6 separate regions of the Mus musculus genome follow, and regions 1, 2, 3, 5 and 6 are each linked to region 4. Evidence: chromatin contacts called from public Hi-C and promoter capture Hi-C data. All regions are on one chromosome and are shown on one strand. The core of a region is the stretch at or near the end of the contact, and the rest is flanking DNA. Distances in the headings are between cores, read along the strand shown. Region 1 overlaps Ptprf (protein tyrosine phosphatase, receptor type, F). Region 2 holds the start of 2610528J11Rik (RIKEN cDNA 2610528J11 gene). Region 3 holds the start of Tmem125 (transmembrane protein 125). Region 4 has its middle 52 kb from the start of Szt2. Region 5 has its middle 12 kb from the start of Tie1. Region 6 holds the start of St3gal3 (ST3 beta-galactoside alpha-2,3-sialyltransferase 3).

Evidence for each region. Promoter capture Hi-C pulls out the DNA fragments that hold promoters and counts their contacts. Hi-C and Micro-C count contacts between places; a contact is called where the count stands out from the background.
Region 1: a contact with region 4 is called in a Hi-C map of liver, with 3 times the contacts expected there. The contact joins two enhancer-like sites. A contact is called at or near these places in 3 of 39 promoter capture datasets (hippocampal neurons and liver), 1 of 15 datasets of contacts at CTCF or cohesin (CD8 T cells), 19 of 484 Hi-C or Micro-C datasets (the G1E-ER4 cell line, LSK cells, Sertoli cells and 11 more), 3 of 115 datasets of contacts at active chromatin or transcription factors (embryonic stem cells and pancreatic cancer cells) and 2 of 9 other capture datasets (adipose tissue and pancreatic islet).
Region 2: a promoter capture Hi-C map of liver shows a contact between it and region 4. The contact joins the promoter of 2610528J11Rik here to the enhancer-like site in region 4. A contact is called at or near these places in 7 of 39 promoter capture datasets (HPC-7-derived erythroid cells, embryonic stem cells, epiblast stem cells and 3 more), 1 of 484 Hi-C or Micro-C datasets (nephron progenitors), 1 of 115 datasets of contacts at active chromatin or transcription factors (embryonic stem cells) and 3 of 9 other capture datasets (adipose tissue, liver and pancreatic islet).
Region 3: a contact with region 4 is called in a Hi-C map of liver, with 4 times the contacts expected there. The contact joins the promoter of Tmem125 here to the enhancer-like site in region 4. A contact is called at or near these places in 1 of 39 promoter capture datasets (liver), 1 of 484 Hi-C or Micro-C datasets (liver), 6 of 115 datasets of contacts at active chromatin or transcription factors (embryonic stem cells, extraembryonic endoderm stem cells, hepatocytes and 3 more) and 3 of 9 other capture datasets (adipose tissue, liver and pancreatic islet).
Region 5: a Hi-C map of liver shows a contact between it and region 4, with 2.8 times the contacts expected there. The contact joins two enhancer-like sites. A contact is called at or near these places in 4 of 39 promoter capture datasets (hippocampal neurons, liver and pre-B cells) and 2 of 484 Hi-C or Micro-C datasets (liver and nephron progenitors).
Region 6: a contact with region 4 is called in a promoter capture Hi-C map of liver. The contact joins the promoter of St3gal3 here to the enhancer-like site in region 4. A contact is called at or near these places in 5 of 39 promoter capture datasets (embryonic stem cells, liver and neutrophils), 4 of 484 Hi-C or Micro-C datasets (embryonic stem cells, liver and trophoblast stem cells), 3 of 115 datasets of contacts at active chromatin or transcription factors (embryonic stem cells, memory CD8 T cells and pancreatic cancer cells) and 2 of 9 other capture datasets (adipose tissue and liver).

Annotation. Positions count from the first base shown.
Region 1 is chr4:118,216,491-118,220,835 of GRCm38.p6, forward strand. Ptprf (protein tyrosine phosphatase, receptor type, F) reads right to left here. Exons shown (of 33, transcript NM_011213.2): 21 at 4,003-4,118; 22 at 602-699. Among named protein-coding and RNA genes, the nearest start is that of Mir7226, 8.1 kb to the left of the region's middle. Within about 2 kb of position 2,226, at least 22 of the 459 cell types and tissues checked have an H3K27ac peak or open chromatin away from gene starts, as enhancers often do. A contact at or near this core is called in liver, where this site is marked.
Region 2 is chr4:118,525,679-118,529,691 of GRCm38.p6, forward strand. It overlaps 2610528J11Rik (RIKEN cDNA 2610528J11 gene), which reads left to right and starts at 1,597. Exons shown (of 3, transcript NM_025572.2): 1 at 1,597-1,659; 2 at 3,521-3,633; 3 at 3,801-4,013. The coding sequence starts at 3,615.
Region 3 is chr4:118,541,788-118,545,820 of GRCm38.p6, forward strand. Tmem125 (transmembrane protein 125) reads right to left here and starts at 1,939. Exons shown (of 4, transcript NM_172383.3): 1 at 1,813-1,939; 2 at 1,569-1,712; 3 at 814-973; 4 at 1-584. The coding sequence starts at 445.
Region 4 is chr4:118,355,000-118,359,113 of GRCm38.p6, forward strand. No RefSeq gene overlaps it. Among named protein-coding and RNA genes, the nearest start is that of Szt2, 52 kb to the right of the region's middle. Within about 2 kb of position 1,957, at least 11 of the 459 cell types and tissues checked have an H3K27ac peak or open chromatin away from gene starts, as enhancers often do. A contact at or near this core is called in hepatocytes, kidney and liver, where this site is marked.
Region 5 is chr4:118,499,651-118,503,974 of GRCm38.p6, forward strand. No RefSeq gene overlaps it. Among named protein-coding and RNA genes, the nearest start is that of Tie1, 12 kb to the left of the region's middle. Within about 2 kb of position 1,306, at least 15 of the 459 cell types and tissues checked have an H3K27ac peak or open chromatin away from gene starts, as enhancers often do. A contact at or near this core is called in liver, where this site is marked.
Region 6 is chr4:118,132,782-118,136,857 of GRCm38.p6, forward strand. St3gal3 (ST3 beta-galactoside alpha-2,3-sialyltransferase 3) reads right to left here and starts at 2,165. Exons shown (of 12, transcript NM_009176.5): 1 at 1,609-2,165.

The DNA of each region.
Region 1 (4,345 bases), core at 976-3,475, 140 kb before region 4:
GCATGCATGTGTGATCACATGTGGGAGCGGGAATGGAAGCCGGGCTGAGAACAGACCCTCCCACCCTTCTCGGACAATGGTTACCATGTGGAGACTCAGTAACATTGTTATGCAAGACTGAAGTGCGGATGGTCATGAAACCAGCACAGGCAAGGTCTGGGTGGCTCCACGACTCCTCAGCTGTTTGACTCTAGGTAACTCACACCTCTGTTTGAGTCTGGTTTCTGGTATGTAAGACAAGACTGTGACAGTACCACTCCACGGGGGACCGAGTAAGAGGATGCTGTCCCGTACCTGGTAAGTGCAGGCCTGTTCTTGTTGGAGATTAGATATTATAGCCATTGCTACTAAATCAGTGTCTGCTTCTGCAGGCATCACCTAGCAGAGCCTTCTGAAGCATGTCCTAGGGTGACCACCAGAGGGCTATGGTGAGCCTGTGGGCTGAGCCCAACACCTATGACGGCCAGTTCCCCAACTGAACTTTGCTATTGATCTCCCTGGCCTACATCCCAATATCCTCGACCTCAGGTGGGACCCAGGACAAAACAAAACCAGACTTGGAGAGACTGAGGACACACGGTGGGAGTGGTGGGTGTCTCACCTCATACTCCTGGGAGAACTTGAGCCCATCGTTGGCTTTGAGGCGCTCAATATTGTCTGCCAGGTCAGTGATGGGGATGGGCGGGTGGTCTCGCATACCTGGGGGAGGTGGGGCAGACACATGGGTGGCATTAGTGTGAGTTCTGGTCAGGGTGGTAGAGACAGCCCAAGGCATGTGTGAACATGTGTGATCATGAAGTACTCAGCACTGGTGGCATGGAAACAACAGCACATGCGGCGGCGGCAACAGGAATGGAGAACACACAGTGGCTGGGCATCAGGGGAGGCCAGAGATGGAGGTGTGTGTACTGTGAGCACACAGAAGCATGTCCAGATGACCTGGTGCTGCACGGGACAACAGGGCTCTCTGCCTGCCAGGCCTGCCTAAGAGGAGCAAGGGGCTTCTTCCCACTAAGACGGGGCTTCGAGCTCAGGAACAGGGTGGAAGCTGGGCTCTTACCACACCTGTCTGAGACAGACACCCCCTTACCCCGACCCCTCATTGACGCCAGTCACCTCAGAGATTTGGTGACCCTGTCACCCCGGGCACCAAGTGTGTGGGTGGAATGGTCATGGAGCGCAAAGACAATGGCAGAGTGGCATAGAAGTAGGGAGAGAGAGAAGCAGAGATGGGGAGGAAGATACAAAGACAGGCAAGGGATCAGGACGGAGGCACACAGAGGGGTTGGATGGAGACCAGAGGAGGCAGGGACAAGGAGAGAGGGTGGGAGAGCAGATACAGGAGGAAGCCAGTGAGCACAGGAGGGGACAGAGAGAAGGGAGACGCCGGAAGGGGAGGGAAGGGATAAAGGCAAGGGGAAAAGGGCAAGGAGAAAGTGGGGAGACGTGAGGAAGTAGAAGAGTGGAGACACACTGAAGCCAAAGTGTCCCCAAACCAATGTGGGAACTTTGAAAACTAACTTGAGATATTCGGGCAACTGGGGGCACTGGAACCTGCAGAGAAAACAAACCAAAAGAAAACAATGGGACAGGAGCAGAGCTCAGGAACCCTCTTTCTGGTCACCTGGTTCTGCGGTTCGACACTGAAGGGACTGTAGGTGAAGGGCAAGAGGAAGGGGCACAGACAGAAAGAGTGGGTCAGCTCACGTGCCTTCCAGTAACAGACAGTCCCCCTCCCCCAAAGAGAGAGCTTCCAAGCAACATAGGTCTGAGTGGCCTCTTGAGACCCTATAATAAAGTCACTCCAGCCCAGCCCTCACCCCCTCAAAATCTGACCTTGGCCATTTTCAGATGGTCTCCATACCGGAAATGAAAAATCTTTTAAAATCTCAAGTTCCTCCCTTCTCAGGGATGTCATGTGCCCATGACATCCTTCACACACTGATATGGAAAAGCGTTCTGCATTCCCTTTTGCTGCTTTTCAACCCATGGAAATACTTCTGCCTGAAGGCTTGGGTCCTATACCTCAACACAGCTATGGGCCCTACCCTCTCAGTGCCACACTACGCCAGCACCTGAGACAGGGAACCTTTCTGCCCACACCTCTGCCTGCATGCTCCCCTATAACACCACCATCCTGCGGCCTGTTCCCTTCTCCCTTCCTGCTCGTCCCGGGAGAGTCTGCCCATTCTGAGCTTTGACCACTACCTGATCCTTGGTACCATTCACACTGGTGGCTCCCGGCCTGAGGTCAGCACAAAGTCCAGACACAAAGGCCTACTGCCACTTGGATATCCTCTATGGCAGCAGACACAGAACTGGCTTTGCATCCTTGTGTGAGCTCAGCTCACCTGCCTTACCACCTTCAGCTTCCCAGACTCTGTTCTTCTCCTGCCTCCCTTTCCTACCACTTAACTGCCTGATGTCTTCCCCAGGGCCCGCCCGCTCTCCACAGAAGCAGCCAGCTCTGCTGCTCCTCTGATGAAGACCTTCAATGACTCCCTTGGTCAGTCAGGATGAAGTCTAAGCTGCTCAGCCTGCCGGTCACGGTCACTTCTTGGCTCCAATGCTGCAGAAATACCCTTCAGGGGTTTAACTTGATGTATACACACTGTGCTTCCACTTAGAACCACCTCCAACCCAACTTTCTGTCTGGTGCCCACAAAGTGAGGCACCCTCTGAGAGCAGCCTCCTCTAACCACAGATTCACGCACTGGTTACAACAGCCCGCTGGGTCCACACGGAACACTTTCTCAAGACACGTGTCTTTGGAACTCAGTCGCCATGCTATAAGGAAGTCCAGGCTACACAAAGAGGCTAGCTCGTCTGCCAACTACCTCCCACCGGAACAAACCACCCTAGGGTTGGCAAAGTTCACTACCAAAGGCCAGAAAACCAGTGCTAAAGGCTTGCAGACACCCAGGGTTCTCTTCCACCTTCTAGTTGTCAACTGACCTTTGTAGTGCAAATGTCCCCAGAAATGAATGGGTGTGGTGGTGTGCTGGGCAAATTTTATTTATAAAGCAGACAGTGAGCTGTATTTGGCTCCAGGCCATAATTTGCCAGCCCCACTTTATAAGATTCTAGTTCCCAGCTTTCAAATCTTCCGGCTGAAGGCCTACCCTGGCTGGGTATCCTACCGTGCCCTGTCCCAATTCCTGACTCATAACAACTGTGAGAGAGAAGACATAATTACTGTTGTTTTAAGCCTTGAAGGTTAGGGGTAATTTGATGCGCAGTGATAACCACCTCACACAAACATAAGCCCTCAGTGTGCACACATGACTTCATTCACTCATTCCTTTGTTGTGTGCTCAAGCATCCAGCGAGAATCTACCACACGATAAACACAAGGACGGGTTGAGCCAGCCAGGTCCTGGAGCTACAGCTAGAGACTGTCGCTCTCTGAGAGACACCTCTGGGGTGTAGGGAAGGAGTGATATTCCAGGTGGAAGGAACAGTTCGAAGTCACATGAGAGCAGCTCAGGGGAAGGGACAGGTATTGAGCCTGGAGCAGGAACCCTACACCCTTGCACAGTGAACCTGAAATAGCCTTCATCAAGGGCCAGGTATGAGCCCCTCACCTACCATTCTGTCTGCTACAGCTTCTCACTTCTAACACAGCCTGGTGTGTGTGTGTGTGTGTGTGTGTGTGTGTGTGTGTGTGTGTGTGTGTGTGTGTGTGTGTGTGTGTTTGTTGTTAAGGGCCAGAGGGCAGATATTGAGACTGACCACTTGTGCCAGAGCTGAGGGCTTCAAGAGGTCTCTTACAGTCCATCTATTCAGAGACTGGAGACACACAGGGACCTCTGTTGTCTCTAGAAGTCTCCTAGCCTGTCCACCTGTTCAATATGGATGCCCCCATCCATCATGAAGTCCCATCATGTCAATTCAAACGGAACAAAAAAGGAAGAGAAGCAGCCAGAAGTGAGCGTGCACTAAGGTCTTTTGACAACCTGTGGGACTGAGCTGGAGGCCAAGAGGCCGAGGGATCAACCCTACCTGGGGTCTGGTAGTTAAGCCTTCGCATCTCCACAGGGTCAGAAGAGTGGGCCAACAGGGAGTCCTTCAGCCCGATTGACTGCTCATCCTTTGATGATGGGGAGTGTGTTCTCTTCCTAAAGAAACAAGAAGAGGCTAGTGAAAACTGGGAACAGAGGCAGCTCCCACGGCCCCAGATGTCTTCCCACCACCCCACCTTATCCTGGGATCTCTGGGTGTGAGCCAGGGGGAGAGCAGCGTCAACATGAGAGAACACAGGGTAGGGACAGGGCAGGGAGACGGCAGGTGTGGAGTGGGCCCAGGAGCAGTGCAGCGAGGGAGGGAGGCCAGAGAGGCTGGTGGT
Region 2 (4,013 bases), core at 347-2,846, 170 kb after region 4:
AGCATTGCAGGGTCTGGGCAAAGAAAGGAGGTGAGCTGGGGCACAGAGTAGAGTGGAAAGGGGCCCAGTGACGTGGGAAGGGTGGGAGTTACTGTGTCAAGGGGCTCTTACCAGTGAAGTGGGACTTCATCCTTAGAGACTCCAGGCCTTGTACACCAACTCCCAGCCTGCAGACCATGCCACCATGCCCCTGCTGAAGCAAAGCAAAACAAAACAAAACAAGAACTCTCAAGACAGACTGTGACGGCACGTGCCTTTAACTCCAACACTTAGGAAACAGAAAGAGGAAGACATCTTCCCAGGACAGCTTGGACCACACAGATACTCTTTCAAAATAAAATTAAACTTACACTTAGCCACACCCCCTACCAGCGTCCCAGTCTAGGCTAGGTAGCAGTTGTGGGAAGGAAAAATGCAGGAGTGACCTAAAAAGCCACAGGACTTAATAATGGATATTAAGACAGGCATTCAGTTTAAGGCTATAGGCAAGAGGAAAGGGCTACTGCTCCCAACTGGGAAGGGCTTTGGGATAGGCCAATTGTCTGCATGGAGAAGCAACCATGGCTTCTGGATAAGCCAGGGCTGCAGGCAATGCCTACCACTCAATGTCTTAACACATTCTCAGGAAGATAAAACAGATTTTCATAGGCCTGCACCCTGTAAGTTATTAACCCTTCCGGTTCCTGCTCACTTTCCTTCTCGCCGCAGCCCTTTGTCAGTAAACAGAGGACATCACAGAACTTTTCTTTGGCAACCGCTCTGGGCAGCCCCCTCTCCAGCTGTGACCTCCTGGTCCTGTGGTGTCCAGCCTCGGGTACTGTGCTGGGTAATGAGAGCCCAGAGTGCCTCTGACACTGTCTTCTACCCTGGGAAGACAGACCATCCAGGTAGCTAGGAGGCAGGTTGGGTGGGAATGAGGCCAAGTTCCTGACAAACACTGAACCAAGAGTGTCCCGGACTCTGCTGGCCAGGGTAGAGGTGACCCTGAGCTGTATCTTGAAGGAAATGAGACATCCGTCCTCAGGATAGAGGCAAAGAGAAAGAAGAGAGAGGGCCAAGGGTCTGGCAAGTCAAGTCAAGGGGACCAGGAGACCTGAAGAAAGGTTTGAACCCCTTGAGTAGATACTTCAGTGTACACACACACACAGGTGCACGCGCACCGTGTGCTAGCACTTTTCAGGGAAGTCTGGAGCAAGCTTGGTTTCCTCAGGCTCTGCCTGGGAAGACTGTTCATTGCTCTCTCCCCTCATGGTACCATCTGGCTTGTTGCCTTTGCAGGTCTGTAAAACTCCCGGCTTCAACTTTGAACTTTGTACCGGCACTGGAAATCCACTTGTTTATCAGGGCTGGTAGGGGTGCCTGCTGAGATCTGTCCTTTTGGAGACAGGCTGGACCCCTTCTGCATTCCAGTTGCACTAATCCGCAGCTGTGGGGGAGGGAACAAGCCTACTGCCCCCTCAATGTGTTAGAGTGAGTCCTCCCTGCTGAGGACGCTGCAAATCCTGGCTGGTGCCCCGCCTTCCCTTCACCTGCACTTCCGCCCCGCCCACCTAGCCAGTGTTCCAGGTGAGTCAAGCGCCTGCTCTGGCCCTCCCACCTGTCCAGGTTCAGCAGTCTCAGCCGGAAGCCACCTCCACGGACTGTGCAAAGTGTCTGAAGGTGGGAGCGGAAAGGGGACGTTGGGGTCGTGGGAGAGGGTGCTCAGGCCTCTTTTGATCCATAAGGGCTCCTGCGTGCAGCAGAGAAACTAGATCCAGTTGAGTGTGTGTATCTGCAGATCTGAGGGGTGTGCATTACTGTGTTGTGGGTTGTGAAATGACAGTTGGAGGGGGATGGGCAGACAGGTGTGGGTTGTGAGTACAGAGGCATTTGGGATGTGACTTTGCCTATGTCTTTGGGAAGAATTCACAGAGCAGGGCAGGGGAGAAAGGGAACGGGTATAAAACCTTTGAAAAGTCTAAATGAACTCATGGTAGTATAACAAACTCTTGTCTTTTGAATACTGACTGCCTCGAGAGAGGGCCCAGAAGGCAACCAGAGGTTTCCTGGGAATGAATGAGTCAACTAGGCACGATCCGTTTCTGAGGCTTCCCTTTCCCCATACAATCTCTCCCCACACCCCTGAATTCACTTTACAAGCCTGGTGCACTAAGCCCAGAAACCCAGCTTCCCAGCCCCCAACCATAGGCCTACCCAGCCTACACAGCCTACCCAGCCCTCTGCCTCAGGGAAGTGTGTGGCTGGTAATGGCCAGTTCTGACTGGATGCTGAGGAGTCAGAGGTCACCTGTGGACCCTGGAGCAACCTCACCAGCCGGAAGGTCTGATTTGAATGAAAACTCTGATTTGAATGAGAGCCCAGAAGTGAACATGCTTGGTCTCGGGGTCTCGTGCTGGGTTTTGAGTCCCCCACACCTAAGAAGAGGACATGTTGGCATGTCGGGGAGCTGTAGTCATAGGCTCTGGTTGGCTTCCCGAGTGGATAGGAGGTGGCTAGATGCCTGTTAGGAGATCGAAGCTGGTGGCTAGAGGGACAAAGAGTAGGTAGCTTGGACACCGCTGTGGCAGAGGGCAGGGAGGAGGGCTGAGTCACTGGAGAAGGAGGTGGTGCATCTTGAGTCAGGTCATCCTTTGGGTACCACATTGAGGAGTGTGGCCAAAGCTGAGTCCTTCAGTTCCTTGCCCGGCCACTCTGCCCAGGGATGTCTCTGACTCTTACCACCCTCCAGCAGACACTGCACAGACCCAACTGTCCCCTTCCTCCTTCCCTAGCTGTGCCTCAGGATCCCATGCATCTCTCCATACACTCTTGACCTTCTTCCGAGGCTTCCAAGCCTAATCGTGTATATGTGATCTTCTCCAGCTCACATGCCCTTCCCGTAGGGTCTCCCAGCCCTGAGTGCTATGACTCTCATCAGGGCCCTTTCATACTCAGTTGGTCCTCTGAGATGGTTCCACTGGAAGGCCTGAGGGATGTAGTAGGAGAGGCTCCTGATGCAGGAACAGAGAGGCAGGGCTGCTTGGGCTATCTGGGGACAATCTTATGTTCTTTCGTTCTTCTGTTCTGTTCTTGCGGTCTGCTCCAGAGCTGGGTAGCTCCACACAATTGCTATTGAACTGCCGCTGCTCTGACTACTATCAGGTTGCCCGGGAGCGTGGCAGACTACACTCTGGTGTCAGAGCCCCGAGTTAAAGTTCTGGGGCCTCAGCTGAATCGGTTTCCCTTTTGGGGCTGTTATGTGCATAACAGTGAGGCAGGAATAGTAGTTATACTTATGTAATGGATGTTGTGAGCACACTGCTAGTGCCTAATCCTTAAGATATGGTAATTAAAAACATTAGACACCCCATTGTTAGCCTGTTCTAGAGCTGAACCCAAAGCTGAATAGGCTTTGGGTCTATTCCGTGGACCAGTGGTGTGGACAGTGGCCCTGTCTTAGCATTTATAGTACTCTAACATGGCTGTGAGTCTAGTGTGGAAGGTGCGATCTCTATATAACCCCTATATTTCTATTTTTCAGGGCTTGTGCCCCCGGGGCTACCTGGAGCCTGTGGTGTCTCTGGAGCCAGGACTTTTCTGGCAGAGGCCAAGGCTCACCTACATCAGGTCTATCCATGATTGGAGGAAACACAAGTGAGTGGTACAGAGGTGTGGATGGTTGAGCACAGTTTGGGTCCCCTAAGCTGCTGAGATCGGAGGAAGGGCTCTCTCTGCCCACGCTCTCTCAGTCCCTCCCCACCTCCCCTTCCCCCAGGAGTCCCATCAGGCGACTGCTTGTAATTCCATTTCTTTTTCTGCAGCCATCATCTCAGGGGCCATCAATGCATCAACCGAGGCCCCTGGACTGGGCACCGGGGGCCGGGCATGGCCTGTGCTGGTAGGGGTTGTGCTGGGGGCGGTGGTCCTCTCCATTCTCATCGCGCTGGCTGCCAAGTGCCACCTCTGCCGCCGATACCATGCCAGTTACAGGCATCGCCCGCTGTCCAGTGCAGGGGGTGGGAACCGCCCACCGG
Region 3 (4,033 bases), core at 689-3,188, 190 kb after region 4:
TGCCCACAGACAGCATGGCAGCCAGTGGCCGTGCCGGGGCCGGGGCAGCAGCCAGCCCAGCCAGGGTCAGGCCAGTGACCAGCAGCACAAAGCCACTGAGCAACACTACAACAGCGTCGGCGCCTCCGCCGCTGCGCAGCAAGGCCACGTGCTGGGCCTGGCGTATGCAGTTCATATCCTGCACGGCAGAGCTCATCAGCTGCTTCACCAGAACCAGCAGGGCCAGCAGACAGAGCACAGTGCCCACGGCTAGTCGCCATTCGCCGGATCGGCTGCTGGTGGAGGACAGCAGCGCCACACCACCGGCCCCACAGCCAGCCACAAGGATCACGGCCACGGAGAAACAGAGCAAGGAGCGACGGGGCTGCTGGGACCACCATAGCTCCACCTGCTCTGCCAGCACATCTGGGGGCAGCCCCCTGCCCACTGAGGCTTGCTGGGACATGGCTTGGTCAGGCAGGGTCAGGACAGAGGATCACTGTCAGGGTTCAGAGGGTGTTTGTCGTGACCCTGTGTCCCCATCACCTGGTTGCCAGCGAGAAGCCCAGTCTCCTCTTCTTAGTCCAGGCTATGGTTACCCTCACCTGCAGGACAGGATCACAAGTTATTTCCCACCCATCTGGCCCTATAGCCTCATCTGGGAGTCTCAGGGAAGGGCCCCAAGAATCTTCCCCGGGGTCCTCAGGACCTATTCCCAAGAGCTACAACCCTAGCACTGCACCTTGCCAAAGCACCTCCCCTGACCCCAACAGAGTTCCCTCCACCACAGAGCTCCCCTTCCCCTTCAGAGAATCCCCTTGCCCAGCTCCTGACCTCTCACACAGGCTGTCTCGGTGGCCTGTTCCATCCAGGCTGTCGGAGGAAGCTGGTGGTGCCACAGTGGATGACAGGACAAACTGTCAGAGATAATGCCTCATTCAGGATCAGACTCACATGGCCTCAGCTGTCACTGCTGGGTCCTGGGTGGGGGAAGCTATGGGAAAGGGAGGCTGGTGACTTAACCCTTCTGGAACCAGCAGGCTGAGCCTGACCCTTCTCTCATAGGGCTGTACCCTTCCTTCTCTGTGGGTCAGGATCTGACCCCTAACACCGTTCTTCCTCTAGTTCCACCCTATCTCCGTCAGGCAAAAGAAGACGCATGCTCCAAGTCTCTCCTTCCAGTGCTGGTCGTCTCTGATGCAACAGGGCCCAACCCAAATTCCTCATCTTACCCTGAACCTGTTCCTCCTGTGTTCCTTTCTCAAGATGCTGTTACCACCCACCCTCCCTCTCGGCCCACTCCGGGGGCTCCTCAGCGCCTTCTGCTTTTGCCAATCCATGGCCCCAGGGGCTGTCTCTTGCCTCTAAACATATCTCTATCCAGTCCTGTTCTCGGCGCTCATCCAGAACCTGCCTGCTCCCCACGGGTCCATCCCCTGCTAAACGGCTCCACGTGTTCTCTAAGGCAGCAAAAGGAGGACTCAGGATTTGAACCGCAGCCTAGTCCTTCCCATCGTGGGAATGTGGGGAGGGATCTAACAGTGTTACTCATTTAACCTGTTCCCTACAAGACAGGCGGCATGACTCACATCAGGTAAAAATAAAGCTAGCACTGCCGGCAAGGAACCCAACTTCCGGCAGCAGGAGAGACCGATCCTGTAGGTGTCAGCTGCGAGTCCAGGAGGGACGGGAGTGGGGCAGGGAAGCCCCAGCTCACCTCTTAGAGGCTTTTTCTGAAAAGTGAGGACAGAGAAGTTAATTCTGAGGAGTGGGAGAAGTCATCTAACATACTCCTTTTAGACTTCCCACGGGGCAAAGGAGCTCAAAACATACTTTTTTGAGCCAGAGAGACTCGGGGTGAATCAGAACCCACATGGACCACACTGCCGAGACCACGTTTTTACTCCAACGAGACAGAGTAGGGGACCGCTCTGCCCTTTGCAGAGAGGTTGCCTGGCACGCAAGGTGGGTGGGGTAAATGCCCACGCCCCAAGGGTGGTTGGGGGAGGGACCGTGGGCGGAGTCTGTCCCAGCATTCCTCAGGACTGTGGCTTGCTCATCTGAAGGTGCTGACACCGTCTATTGGGGAACGACCCCAGCGTGGGTGGAGGTTCCCGGTAGTAGAACCCGTGAAAAAGGTGGGGGTGGGGCGTATGGGGCACTCACGGGACGCCTGGCTGTGCTGAATCCGATTTGAGCAGGCAGGACCCAGCAGGTTGGGCGCTCTAGGTCTGTTTCCGGGGAGACGCTTCACCTGCCTAACCTGCACCCAGGTGAGCTGGAAGGAGGGGGGGATTAACAGGTGCTGTTTCCAGGGCAGGGCCTGAGCCAATTGGCTGACGTGGCCCTGCGACTTCAGTGGGGCTGAGACATTCCTGGGAAGGGAGGGGCTTCTGTCCGCTGCTGGTAGGTCTGAAACACAATATGCAGATTGGGTCAGCAGGAGGAAAGAATGCTGGCCCTCTGCCCCAGTCTGAGCCCTAGCCCACCCCACAACTCCAACTTAATTTTACCTTCAGCCCCTCCCCGAAGATCTACAGCCAGGCCTGCAATCTTTGCACCCTGAGAGGCTGAGGCAGGAGGAGAGCCAGTAGGAGGTTCCAACTGGCCTGAAACCTCCTCATTCCAGCTGATTCTGGACTTTAGTTCTGAATCCCACTGTATCCTCAGCCCCAGCGTCCAGCATCAGCGATACCCCAAACCTAGCTCCAGCTCTGTCTTAGGCTTTCCCCCAATAAGCCCTTTGTTTATTTTCCTTGAGGCCTCAAGTGAGTGGCAGGATTAGCCTGCCCCATGAGTGGGTAGAGGCCTTTCAGGTAGACAGCTGGAGCTGGACAGTTGGATAAGTTTCACAACTCTTGACAAGGCAAAAGAAGCCCTTGCCCTTCAGCTGGACTGTCCCCCACCTACCTCCGGCCTCTCTCTGGCCGAGTCTGGCCAACTTGAATCATTGAGCTGAAATGCCTTGGCTGATCTGGCTGATCCGACTGCACTCACGACCCGTGTTTCTTCCATATTCATTCGCAACAGATCTTTAGTTAGTTAGCTTTCACCCCTGACCCAGAGGTGTATCCCCAGCCACTGCAGGGATAAGTACTAGTTTACTAACCACCATGACCTCAGCAGCCAGCGGTAGCCTGTACGCGTAGGGTAATCGATAAATGTTTGTTGAGTGGCTGGCTAAATAAAAGTGTGAACTGACTGACGGTGTGACTATTTTGACCTTTGAGCTTTTGGGATGAAACCAGAAGGACAAGTTGGGCCCAGGCTGTGTGGTCCTGGAGGGCCTCAGGGATGCATTTGGACAATGCTGGGTGTCCACAGGGGTGTTCAAGGTGGAACCGGGATATGGTTCAGGGCTCTGCTTCTAATCAGCAAGTCTGGGTCCTAGACACCATGCCCCAAGTGGGCAGAGGGTGACTGGTTGGAGAATGTACAGTTTGTCCCACATCTTCTGTCCTACCCCTTCTGTAAACTATATGTTAGTATGTTCTTCTCTCTGCATTTGATGTGTATTTAAAAAACTAAACAAACCACTACCAGCAGCAGCAGCAGCAGCAGCACCACCAAAAATCCCAAACAACAGAATGAAATCCAAGTCAATCTTCCCCAGATCAGGGCACAGGGTAACTGTGCCTGGCCTGGCTTCCTCTTTGCTTTGTTCGCTGCAGAAGACAGGGAGCCTCCTAAGTCCAGAGCAGCGTGGTCTGTATGTCTAAGTGTCAGCTTAGTTATGTATTTGTTTTACATTTCTCTCACATATTACATCCAAATTCAACTCCAGTTTCCTCTCCTCTCCTCCTCTCAGAGACTCTCCCTCTCGCTCCCTCAGATCCACTCCTCTCTCATTCTCTCCAAAAAAGCAAGAAGGAGGAGGAGAGCCGGGCGGTGGTGGCGCACACCTTTAATCACAGCACTCCGGAGGCAGAGGCAGGCGGATTTCTGAGTTTGAGGCCAGCCTGGTCTACAGAGTGAGTTTCAGGACAGCCAGGGCTACACAGAGAAACCCTGTCTCGAACCCCCCACCCCCCCCAAAAAAGGAGGAGGAGAAAGA
Region 4 (4,114 bases), core at 707-3,206:
GTCCTCCAACAAGGCCACACCTCCTCCAGCAAGGCCACACCTCCTCCTTGCTGGTCTTGATGACCACACCTCCTTCAACAAGGCCCCACCTCCTCCAACAAGGCCACACCTCCTAATCCTTCCCAAACACCTCCACCATACTGGGGACCAAGTACTCAGATATATGAACCTACAGGGGCCATTCTCATTCAGACAACACACAACAATGAATTTACTGATAGACTCAGATATTTATTGAAGTATACACAGTGCTGGAGGCTGGGAGGGTAAACAGGAGGTTAGTTCTGGGAAATCTTGATTTTTTTTTTTTTTTGGAAAAAGTTAAGAGGAAACAAGAAAGGCAACCTGGTTGATTCCCTAACAGAGCCTCTGCAACACAAACGCAGTACTTTGTTCTTCTTTGTCTCTTCTCTCTGACATTAGTGTTACTCTCCTGGGCTGGCTGTCTCCACACTTGTGTACTCTGTGTGTGTGTATGTGTGTGTGTGTGTGTGTGTGTGTCTTTTTTTAGAGGGAGAAGGAGGAAACATCTATAACAGATATTATACTGGCCCAGCCTGGTCAGAAGACAATTACTGTGGCACCTATCATGTCTTCAGATCACCATCCTGAGCAGTAACAATCTGAAAAACAGTAATTGTAGCCCAAACTATACAAACGGTGCAAGGAAGCCGGGTCTGTAGCAAAGCTTTGAGATGATGAAATGTTAGCACAGAATATGCTAGCAGGTGGTAGGCATGCGCACAGAAGGTCTTAAAGTTCTGTTTTTATTAAATATGAAACTGATACACAAAATTGGTGCCTACAAAACATATGTAAGCGATAAAGAAGCGAGACATAATTAGCATACATGGCTGTCCCCACCCAGTTTAAGGGAAGGGATGTCGGTGACTTCCCAGGTCTCCAGTACCATCTTTTTCTCTCCCCTCCAGACACAATCATGCTTTGTGATTGCTATTCACATTTTTTAAAAACAGAGATGTTAGCCAGGAAGTGGTGGCACAGGTCTTTAATTCCAGCACTTGGGAGGCAGAGGCAGGCAGATTTCTTAGTTTGAGGCCAGCCTGGTCTACAGAGTGAGTTCCAGGATAGCCAGGGCTATACAGAGAAACCCTGTCTCGGAAACCAAACAAAACCCAGAGATGTTTGTATCTCCTCATGTGGTGGTGGCTTCTCTGCCTTTGTATAAGTGGAAACAGGGCTGGTGACAAGGCTTAGTGGGTAAGAGGCTTGCTGCACAAGCCTGGACCTAAGTTCAACCCCAGGATCCCACCACAGAAGAGATTCGTTCCCAGTATCCATGTCCTGTTCCAGCGAGTCTTAACAGTACAGGCACCCACACTCAAGTGCACACCTACCTGCTGACACATGCATATAAATCAGACAAAAATCTTTGACAAAATAAAACTGGAAGCACGCCATGCCATACATATTTCTCTCAAAATGATGTTTCTGAGATTTTTAAATACCATCACCTTAATGTTTTCACTTTGAGCCAAACTTTACTTGCTCCAGTACGAGAGGAAACTCAATTTTGAGCCTGAGCTACCAGCTTTGCCTTTCCCTCTCTGTGGGACACGGTAATGGTACTACCACTCATCCGTGTGTGTCTGTGGATGTTTGGCCCATGTTAGCCTTTTGCTGGGTAAGCTATGTGGTTATGAATATCACGAGGCTTATTCCTGCCACACTTGTGCAAATGTTTCTTCAGGGAATACACCTGAATGAGGAACTGCTGGATCCAGGGCGTATCAGCTTTTAGAGATCATGCCAAATTGTTTTCCAAAGCGGTTAGAGTGATTTCCGTTCGCACTGGCATTGGGGAAGCTTGCCAGTTGTTCTAAATCCTATCGGCTATCTGCCATGGACTTTCATTTTTGCCGACCTGGAATGTATCAGATGGATCTCACTGAGGGTTCACTTGTGTTGTACACAGGACTGCAGAAGGTTTCAACACTGCACAGATGGATGCTATCACATGACCAGATGAGACTCTGGACTCTGCCTTGAACTTTAGCTCTCATCCATTAGCTAATCCAGGTTGTTGATCCCACAATGAAACATTACTCCTATGCAAATTCTCTGGGCAAAAGTTAAAACTTGGCATAATAATTTAGTATGATGCCTGGGACAGAAAGTGCTAGAAACTATAGATGATCAAGTTATGAATGAAGAAAATACTTTGTAGGCTGGGGTGTAGTTTGGTGAAAAATCACGTGTTCCATGTACAGGGACCTGGGTTCTAATCCTAGCATGGAAAAAGGGGGGAGAATTGTTTTCATGGACACTGTGCTCCATATTTTATTGAAAGCCATAAGGGAGTCAAGAGGAATTGCGAGTCATGTCCACCTAGTTCATAAAACTCTCTCTGCTGCCATAAAGGAATATGGAGAGGGTGTGGCTCACTGTGGGTTAGAACATTTAGTTCCTGATTCAGAACTCAGGAGGTGGAGATGCGACTAGGATTTAATTACAATTACCTTGGTACAAGTGAGATTTACAGCAAAGAGCTAATAAAGATGTCTTCCCTTGGGTGTCACTCTGGATTGTAAACCTGCTGATTGATTAACAAGCTAAACTTAGTTAAGAGGCCACAACCTGATCGGACTCTAGCCGAGAGACATGTGCCAAACAAGCCAAAGGTCCAAGAGAAAATTCAACGGCAAACGGGCAAGAAATCAGGTGATGCACCAGTGAGCTGGTGGGTCTGAGGCTGAGCCGCAGGGGTGGAACCTCTAAGCTCGAGGCTTGAGGATGGGATGAGCCTGGTCCTGAGCTGGATGTCCTGAGCTGGAGCTGAGCAGAGCAGTGGAAGCTGGCTGGGGGCATCTGCAGCGCTCAGCAAGTAGACTGGCTTCATTATGATAGCAATGACCTGTGAATAGTTAGTTAATGGCTGAGCGCTAAAACTCGAGGGTAGAGCTCAGCCTCATAAAACTTCTTTTTCTTTTCTTTTCTTGTTTGGTTGGTTTGGGTTTCTGAAAGAGGGTTCCTCTGTTTAGCCTTGGCTGTCCTAGAACTAGTTCTGTAGACCAGGCTGGCCTCGAATCACAGATATCTGTCTACCTTGGAGGTGCTGGGATTAAAGGCTTGTGCCACCATCACCCAGCTTCCTTTCTTTTTCTCAGACAAGGTCTTCCTACATTCCTCAGGCTGGCCTTAAACCCACAGTGACCCTGTCTCAGTCTCCTCAGTATTTGGGATCAGAGGTGTACACGATCCTTATAAATATACCTTTCAGAAAGCACTATATCATTGCTATTAGGAATTTAAAGAGTGCGGGAGACAACCCCACTGGAACTGCCTGTTCTTCCACAGAACCCAAGTCTCAGTTCACAGCACCTATAGGGCAGCTAGATCCAGGAGATCCGATGCCCTCTTCTGGCCCCATTGGCACTGCACGAGTGTGGTGCACAGACATACAGGCAGGCAAGACACCCACACACATAAAAAGAAAAGAATTTAAGCCTGTTTCTTTTTTTGGAATACATTCTATGTATTTTTGAAATCTGTGTTTTTGTAAATGAAAGATTTGTTCAAATTTGTTTCAAGAAACACAAGAGGCTTTACAGGTGAGATAAGTAACCAGCTATAGAGCAGCTGCCCGGGTCAGCAGGGCCCTTTACTTATAAAGACTCCGTTATACTCTTCTGAGATCAACTGATAGACCTAGTGGGGAAACCCCCACTCCATTCCCGATTCAGCGTGCGCCCAAAAAAATCACGAAGGACCATCTCGATGTAATTACATGAGGTCGTTTAATTACAGAGCTCCAGACCGACATGCATCCCACACAGGAGATAACGGATGTTGGCCACGAGGCTCGAAAGCTAGGGGGTTTTATGGGGTAAGGGGTGTGGAATTCAGCATAGCGACACACTATTGGCTTATTTAAACATCAGCAGAAAAATTACATGTACGTGCAGGGTGTCAGAGTTCTGTGAGTTGTTGACTCAGTTCAGATAGCCCTGCTATGTCTTCACATCCCCTTTATCTTATGGTCAAGATGTTCCCAGGAATGTTTTAACTACAGGGCATACCCAGGTTTGTTTTTCTCTTTTCTCAGCCCCAGGCAGCCTCTAGGCTTACAAACAACCAGCAATTTCTGAGTACT
Region 5 (4,324 bases), core at 56-2,555, 140 kb after region 4:
AACCACATGGTGGTTCACAACCATCTGTAATGGGATCCGATGCCCTCATCTGGTGAGTCTGAAGACAACTACAGTGTAATCATATACATAAAAGTAAATAAAATCTTTAAAAAAAAGAATTTGCATTATAAAACAGTGCCCTGTAAGTGTAAACATATTCTTACATATGTTGAAAATAACCTAAATACCATCAGTTTACAAACAGCAAGTGCCAAATGAAGTATCACCCCCGAAAACAAATGTTGAGTGGGTTGTAACTACATCTGCTGTTACAATAGGAAGAGTGAAAACATAATGCATAGTTTACATTTTTGGCCTCTGGAAAATTAACCCCCCCCCCCCAAATGAGAGTATGAACAGGTGCTCGTCAGGTTAACTCCACAACCCCTGCAGACAAAACTAATGAGAGAGAGAAGTTAAACACTGTTTCCAAAAAATAAGGCATGGCCAACCCCACATCAGGTGGAGCGCTCACTGCTAAGAAAGCTGCTCTTCCCCAAACTGGAAATTCCAGCTGTGGGCACATAGACACTTTGGGGGTCTTTGTGTCACTGTGGAGAGGTGTGGACTTTCTGGGTTATGAGGAGCAGGGCCAGCCAGGCTTCCTGGCCTGACACAGACAGAGGTGGGGTTCTTGGCACACTCCAGTTCAGGGATTAGGTTTTCCTTGAAAATGAATTTGTTTCCACAATTTCAGGAAGAGATGCTCCCCCGCCTCCTCCAGGATCCAACCCAGTTTAGCAGCCTGAAATAGAAGTGGACTTTTTCCAGGTAGAGACTAACGATCTGACTGTTCTTGGAGGTTCTAGCTCAAGAGTTCAGGAAAGGTCATGGGAGCAGAGTGGGCGGGGGGCGGGGGCGGGGTTGTGGGAGTGGCCGAAGCCTGGGCTTTGATGCATTTGGTTTGGAGAGACTTTTTTTTTCCTCTAGGACTGGGTAATGAGGAAGCAAGAAACACCCTCTTAAGGTTGAAAATAGAAACAGAACAGTTTAACACTGGTTCTCAGTTCACACTGACCAATCTGTGGCCCTACTGTGCACCCTGAATAGGATGTTTCTGCCACAGATGGTTTCTTGTGTGAATTCTTTTATTATCTATTTGTGTGTGTGTGTGTGTGTGTGTGTGTGTGTGTGATGTACATGTGTATGTGGTATATGTGCATGTTTGCACATGTGTTATACATGCTTGTGTGTGTGGTGTGTGTGCATGCGCACATACACACGTATGCCGTGTGCTGGTATACACTTGAGCCAGAGGCCAGAGGATGAGAGATTCCCTGCTCTGTCACTTTCCACCTTAACTCCAGAGAGTCTCTCACTGATCCCAGAGCTAGGCCGGTGGCCAGCACACCCAGTCACGCTCTGTCTCCTCTGCTTCCCGAGGTACTTGGGTTCCTAGCGCATGTATAGGCACTCTGGGCTCTTGTGGGTGCCCTGGATATGATCACAGGCTTCTCATGCTATGCAGCAAGTTTCGGCCACTGAGCCAGCTCTCTCTAGCCCTCTCGTGTGGTTTTTGTTCTTTTAAAAATTTTCAAGTGTCAGAGTGTTTTGTTTGTTTATATATCATTTGCATGCCTGGTTTCCATGGACGCCAGAAGAGGGCCTCAGATCCCTTGGAGTGGTAGTGCCAGACAGATGCCATGTGGGCGCTGGGAAATGAATCTGGGTCCTCTGGAAAAGCACCTGGTGCTTTTTTTTTTTAAATATATTTTAATTAATTAATTAATTAATTAATTAATTTAATATATGTGAGTACACTGTTGCTGTCTTCAGACATACCAGAAGAGGGCATCGGATCCCATTACAGATGATTGTGAGCCACCATGTGGTTACTGGGAACTCAACTGAGGACCTCTGGAAGAGCAGTCTTAACTACTGAGCCATCTCTCCAGTCCCAGCTGGTGCTCTTAATTGCTGAATCATCTCTCTGGTCTCTCCTGAGTCATTTTATTCTAGGTTATGATAGAACTGTCTCTCTAGCTCTGTGGTTTGTTTGTTTGTTTGTTTGCTTGTTTGTTTTTAAGTAGAGCAAACATAGTTATTAAGACAAAGCCAGGAAGAACTCCTGAGAGTGGGAGGGGCTCCAGGAGAGGAATGACTACTTATTTGACCCTCACCCCTGCACTAACCCGGGCTTTGGAGAAAGTGTCTTTCTACGTAACCCTGGCTGTCCTAGAACTCACTGTGTAGACCAGGCCAGCCTGAATCATAGAGATCCACCTGCCTCTGCCTTCCAAGTGCTGGAGATAAAGACATGGATCACCAAGTCCAGCCTCATTCAAACTCTTAAATATCTGGTCTTGTCTGCATAGTTCTGTTGGTCATGCATTTGAATGATGAATTGAATTGATAAGTACAGCAGAGCCAAATCTCAACCCATCTTTGTAGCTTCCCAACCTGGGGCAGGACTGTGGATGGCATTTTGAGTGGCACTTGTCTAGCAGGGTATTGGTCAGAGGGTTGTAAGGTAAATGACTGAAGTTGTAGTTGGCTAAATTTGCTTTTGGAGTCTCCATTGTATTAGGAGCATGGCTGTGACATAGTAAGGCAAGTGGAAAGAAAGATCTCGGAGATGGTCCCTATCTTTACATAGGTGCATGTGGCACAGAGAGAAGAGACTCTGCATGGGCAATTCCAACAGGTCCTCCTGATGTGTACCAGTATCCATAGCAACACGGGAGACCCATCGACTCTCTGGAGTTGTTTCCTACAGACTCATTTCAAGCTTTAGGCGGTGACGGGAAGGACAGAGATTCCTGGAAATGCTACGGCTGTAGTTTTGGCTTTCTTCGTGAGATGTGACCATTCTGTGCCCTACTGTATTCTGGGGCACTTGGGAGGCTCCAGATTGTGGGAGGTCTGCTGTAAGGGTGTTTATTTGGTGCTAAGTCTAATTTTCTTTATGTTAGACCATCCTCCACCTTTGATCTGGTCACTTCTATATTCCTTTCTCAGTAAGTGGGGACTAGAGAAATGGAGGGCCAGAAGACCCCACTGGGGCTGGGGATGAGCTCATGCTGGAGGGAGGCAAGAAGGGATGGCTGGCAACGGCTTGTTGAGTTTGTATGTCAGGTGGAAAGGAGAGAGCATCTCTCAGGTTTACTTGGCCTTCATTTTATTACTTGTGTAGATGTCAACAATAGTGCCTAGATGGGTTTCCTCAGACCCAGGACAGTGGGCCAATGGAATGAGGCAATCACTGACACTACTAACTGCCACAACCTATCAGCTTCTATGAACGTCATTCAATGTTGAAAGGAATCACACTTCGGGGAGATCTTATTTGGGGTGGGAGAGATGCCTGATGGGTAGGAATGCTTCTTCACTGCTCCTGCAGAGGACCTGGGTTTGGTTCCCAGCACCTACACAGTGGCTCACAACTGCGTGTAACTTCAGGTCCAGGATACCCAATGTCCTCCTCTGGCCTCTGCAGGCTCCTGCACACACAAGGGGCACACCTACTCATACGGGATCACACACAGACACATTAAAAAGCTTTTAAAAAAAAAGAGAGAAAAGAAAACAAGATTTTTTTTTAATTATTTATTTATTTATTTATTTATTTATTATATGAAAGTACACTGTAGCTGTCTTCAGACACTCCAGAAGAGGGCATCAGATTTCGTTACAGATGGTTGTGAGCCACTATGTGGTTGCTGGGATTTGAACTTAGGACCTTTGGAAGAGCAGTCGGCGCTCTTAACAGCTGAGCCATCTCACCAGCCCAATATTTTTATTTTTAGAGTAGTTTTAGATAATACAGAGAGTTCCTGTCTATCTGACATGTAGGTTGTCTCATTGATGTCACCCGATATTAGTGTGGCACCTCATGGACCCCTGTTGATGCCAACTGCTAAAGACCATTGCTTATTCAGATCTCCTCCTCCCCATGTCTCTTTTCCATAGACTCCCTCATTACATTTAGCTGTCATGTGCCTTCGAGCGCCTCTTAAATACGAGTTCCACGGGATTTCCTTGCTCGGGTGACCTTGGCAAATTTTAAGAAGCACTGCTCTAATGTTTTATAGGATGTGTCTCTCCTGTCCTTCCCCTGGTTGTTTTGGTCTTGTTTAGACTGGATCTTCAAGTTTCTGGGGGTGAGGAGATCCCAAGGTGCGTAATATCAATGCAGTGATCCCGCTGACCTTGGTCTCTGAGTTGAGGTAGTATTCGTTGCGTTTCTCCACTGTAATCGAGTTTCTGTTTTCTACTACAGGATACTTGCATAAGGAGTGGGGATTTGTGCACTTCTTCCTTGAGGGGAAAGTATTTACTCTAATTCTTTGGAATTATTATTTTTTTAATTATGACTTCATTTATT
Region 6 (4,076 bases), core at 915-3,414, 220 kb before region 4:
TGCTACTCATGGTATCTTTCCTGCCGGGTCCAGGTCCTCATGGCGATTGGTCTAGCCTTTGATCCCCATAGGACAAAGGTGTTTCTCTAACCCACCATTGGATTGCTTTTGTTTACAACAGGGTCACTAGGCTAGCCTCAAGCTCACAGTGTAGTTAGAGATGACCTTGAACTTCTTCTTTTTTTTTTTCCAACATTCAAAGCTTTTTTTATTAAGAGTAAGATCCAGGGTTAGTTTTTGTAGCCTCAGCTGGCCCTTCGGCCTCTGGCACGCTCAAACTTCCGGCCTTTGGAACGAACATAGGGTTTGGTATCCTCCTGTGACGCCATGCCTGGTTTTACAAGGTGCAGAGGATCACATAGGGCTCCTTGCATGCTAGACAAGGACCCTACCAACTGAACTACATCCCCAGCCCCCAACTTGTCTTTTGTACAACCTCATCTCCCTTTCTTCTGCTGCTAAGAAAGCCCTGGAACCACACACAGCATCGAGTCCTCCTCTGCCATCTTCCGCATCCTGGATTTTCACTGGCTCACTTCCTCTCCAGGTAGCCTTTCCACTCTTTGTGGCTCAACTCAAAAAACTTCAGTTCCGCCATGAAATCTTCCTTAAACACACTCCCGTCTCCTCTTGGAATTCTAGAGGCCACACCCTGAGTTTCTCATCTGTGTGTGCTTCACTTCCACATCCTACAGAGGTCCAGAGAACAATCTCCATAATTTAATTGTCCAAGTTCCCCTCAAGTCTACACCTTGCACAAAACATAACACGGATTCAGTAGGCGCTTGACTGTGTGAGCAAGCTCACTAGTCTCTAGGAACACACTTGCTTTGCTTCATCATTAATAACTTGTTAGGAGACACAGACATCAGATTAGCGAAATGGAGCAACCAACACCACTTTATATTTCAAAATGTCTGTTATTTTAGGAGACTATATGAAACTCCCATCTGGTCATAAGGTTTTACTCCAATTTTTAATCCTCCAATCTTTCTTCTTTTCCTTTCTTCAGTCTTTTGAGACTGGGTCTTGCTATGTGGCTCTTGTTGACACGGTTTTATTATTCTATGTAGCCCAGGCTGGCCTCTGAAGCAATCCTCCTGCTTCAGCTTCTGAGTGCTATTACAGGTGTGCACCTACTACCCCGGGATCCAATTCCTCTGAGTCTTTAATTGAAAGTTTAGGGACACAAGTGGAATTGTCATGATGTCTACTGTGCTACATGTCAGGAACCTAACTCTAACTCGTGGCTTTTCCTTCCTTCTCAGCCCATTATCTATAGTGCTAATAATTCAAAGGACCTCAGAGAAATGTGTTAAGCACTCTTTGCTTTCTGGGATAGCAGCCGGCTCCCTTCATCGGTCACTCCCTAGGTTAATTACAGTGACTCAGTTTTACCACCTCCCCGTACTCTAGAGAAACAGACAAAAATTAAATTTATTGAGGAATCATAAAAATGGGTGCTACTGTAAAAAGGAGTCTAAACACATCTGTGGGACATCCGCCTAACCAAATCTACCGTCCTCACTAAGCTTTTCTCTCGCAAACAAGACCACTGAGAAGACAATGAGGAAGCACTCCAGAAGAAAGGGTAGCGAGAAGACGTACTTTGATAAACTGACCCGGTCGCTCCGAGGAGGATCTGGCCCCGGGGAAGGCAGAGATGACAACCGCTACTCTTGGTGACTCCCGCTAGGCTTTCCCCGGACTTTCTTGCGCTTGTCCCACAGCGGGTCCCGGGTGACCGTGACCCTCCTTTGCGCTCAGACTCGCGCGCCTGGGACACTGCACACAGGTGACCTCGGCGCGCTCGGCCCGGCTCGCGCGGCCCTCTGGCAGGCCTGGCCCCCACCCGGGCCCGGGCTTTGGTCCCCAGCGCGGCTCGGGCCGGTCTGGCCGGGGGAGGGGCGCGGCGGCCGAGAGCTGCTTCGGGGACGCAGGGCAGGCCTTACCGCAGCAGAGAGGGAGGCCGGGGGCGGGTGGCGCCAGGGCGCACGCAGAGCGCGGAGGCAATTGCAGCGCGAATAGCGGGGACAGCCGAGGGGACCCCAGAGGGAGCCCAGGACGCGGCAAGCTGCACGGGCGCCGCCATGGTGGGGACGCAGCGGCGGGACCACCAATCCTGCGGTCCGCCTCGGCGGCCGCGCCGGGGGTCGGGCATCAGCAGCCAATGGGAGCACCGGAACCGGGCGGGGCGCCAGGCAGGCCAATGCGAGGCTTCGCCGCAGGGTTGGGCGGGCCCGGACCCCGGAGACCCAATGGAAGCCAGAGGCCGAATCCATCCCCTCCCCATCCCCGGGCTATAGCTGGGGCTTGGGAGGAGCGCTGCGTGGAGCTGCGGTGCGTGGGGCTGCCCGGCTGCGGTCAGGTTTCCTCTGCTTCCCAGAGGAAGTCTTCTGTCCCTACTTCACCACTCTGCTGTCAGCCCCTGACGCTGGTGGTAACCTCTAGAACGCCTTCTGAAGCCCTATCCAATCCCGTGAGGGTAAGAGGCCTGCTAAGTTCAGGCGTGACCTCGAAGAAAGGTCGCAGATAGGCCACAAAGCCACCCCACATACCCAGTTCAGGAGGTCGCGCCCTCATTCTGCAGCGGAGTGCATTATCCTAAGGCAGAATTTAATACAGAATTTTCCCAAAGAGGAGGTGGGGACATAACTTGGCACTCTCAGATGCCAATCTTATACAAGGTATACAAGACATAAGTTTCTGCTTTGGCAAAAAGCTGAAGTGCAGTCTTTGGCTGTGGTGGGTCATGAACCCAGACTAGACTACACTGGCCAGGAAGTGCCTAAGGCAGACCCAACTTTGAAGTTGAGCAAGTTTAAAGCCCCAGGCCATCCCCAGCACCAGAAAAAAAAAAAAAAACAAAAACAAAACCACAGGCCAGTTTTATGAGACTTGGGAAAGTCCCATAGCTTTTTATGAACTGGGAATTTTCTTATAATAGGCCAAAAATATTTTTGAATGGTTGACTTAACTAATCATGGTAGTGGTGGTACGTACTTAACTACTCTCTAAACTGAAGCAGGATTAAACATTCAACAACTTTGTGGGTCTCAGTATCTTTGGGTTTTGTTTTGGTTTATTTTGTTTTTGTTTTAGTGTCTGCATGAATGTATGTCCCAGTGCCTGTGTATCCCAGAAGGCCTCATAGCCCCTGGAACTAGAGTTACAGACAGTTGCAAGCCACCAAGTGGACAGTGACAACTGAACCTGGGTTCCCCAGAAAAGTATTCTTAAGGGCTAAACTATCTCTCCATCCCACAGTGGGCTCTTCTTAGGGACAAAAAAGTAGAGAGGGCTGTCGGGTATAGCTTGGCAGTAGTACGTTTGCCTCAAACATTCAAAGGCTTGAATTCAATCCTCAACTCCCATAGAGCTGGGATTACACCAGGCACGAGATTATCCGGTCCTTTAGCAAGGCTGAGGTAATGAGACTCATGGGGAGGAACTACGGGTGCCTGAGGAAGTTAAGTTTTCCTCTCTTCCACGAACGCTCAGCCCCAGCCATTTTCCCCTGAAAATCCCCGAGTGAAGAACAGAGGGGCAACCTTCTTTCCTTGGCTCCAAGGATTTAGCTGTGAAAAAACATCTGTGAAACTCTTCTCTCTTTCCCCAGAGCCAATACTAAGTAGCAGCTCCCAGGCTACAGGGGTACCGAGCACATCATCTAGCACCGGGGCACAAAGCTCAGGCCAGCTGGAATACGGAGGCTGTGCAGAAAGGAGCCTCGCACCAGCTCAGGATCACCTCTTCTTGTCAAAGACTGGGTCTTCCTCCAGGGAAGCAATCAGCAACGACAAGCACTGCAGAGGGCAGCTTCTGCAATCCATGGGGAGATCAAGGGTCTCTTGCTATTCAAGCACCTACAGCATACTCTCCTGGTTCCACAAGGATGGAATCCTGATGCAGGAAGTGATCTGTATATCAGGATGCTGATGACATCAAAAGGGGTTTAAGTGAAACCTCTCTTGAGAAGACCGTAGTCCAATCCTTCCCGTTAACTCCTCCAGGAAAGCAAAAGGAGGTACAGAGAGCCACAATGCCCTGGATGCTCAACGGGCCACAGCACCCAC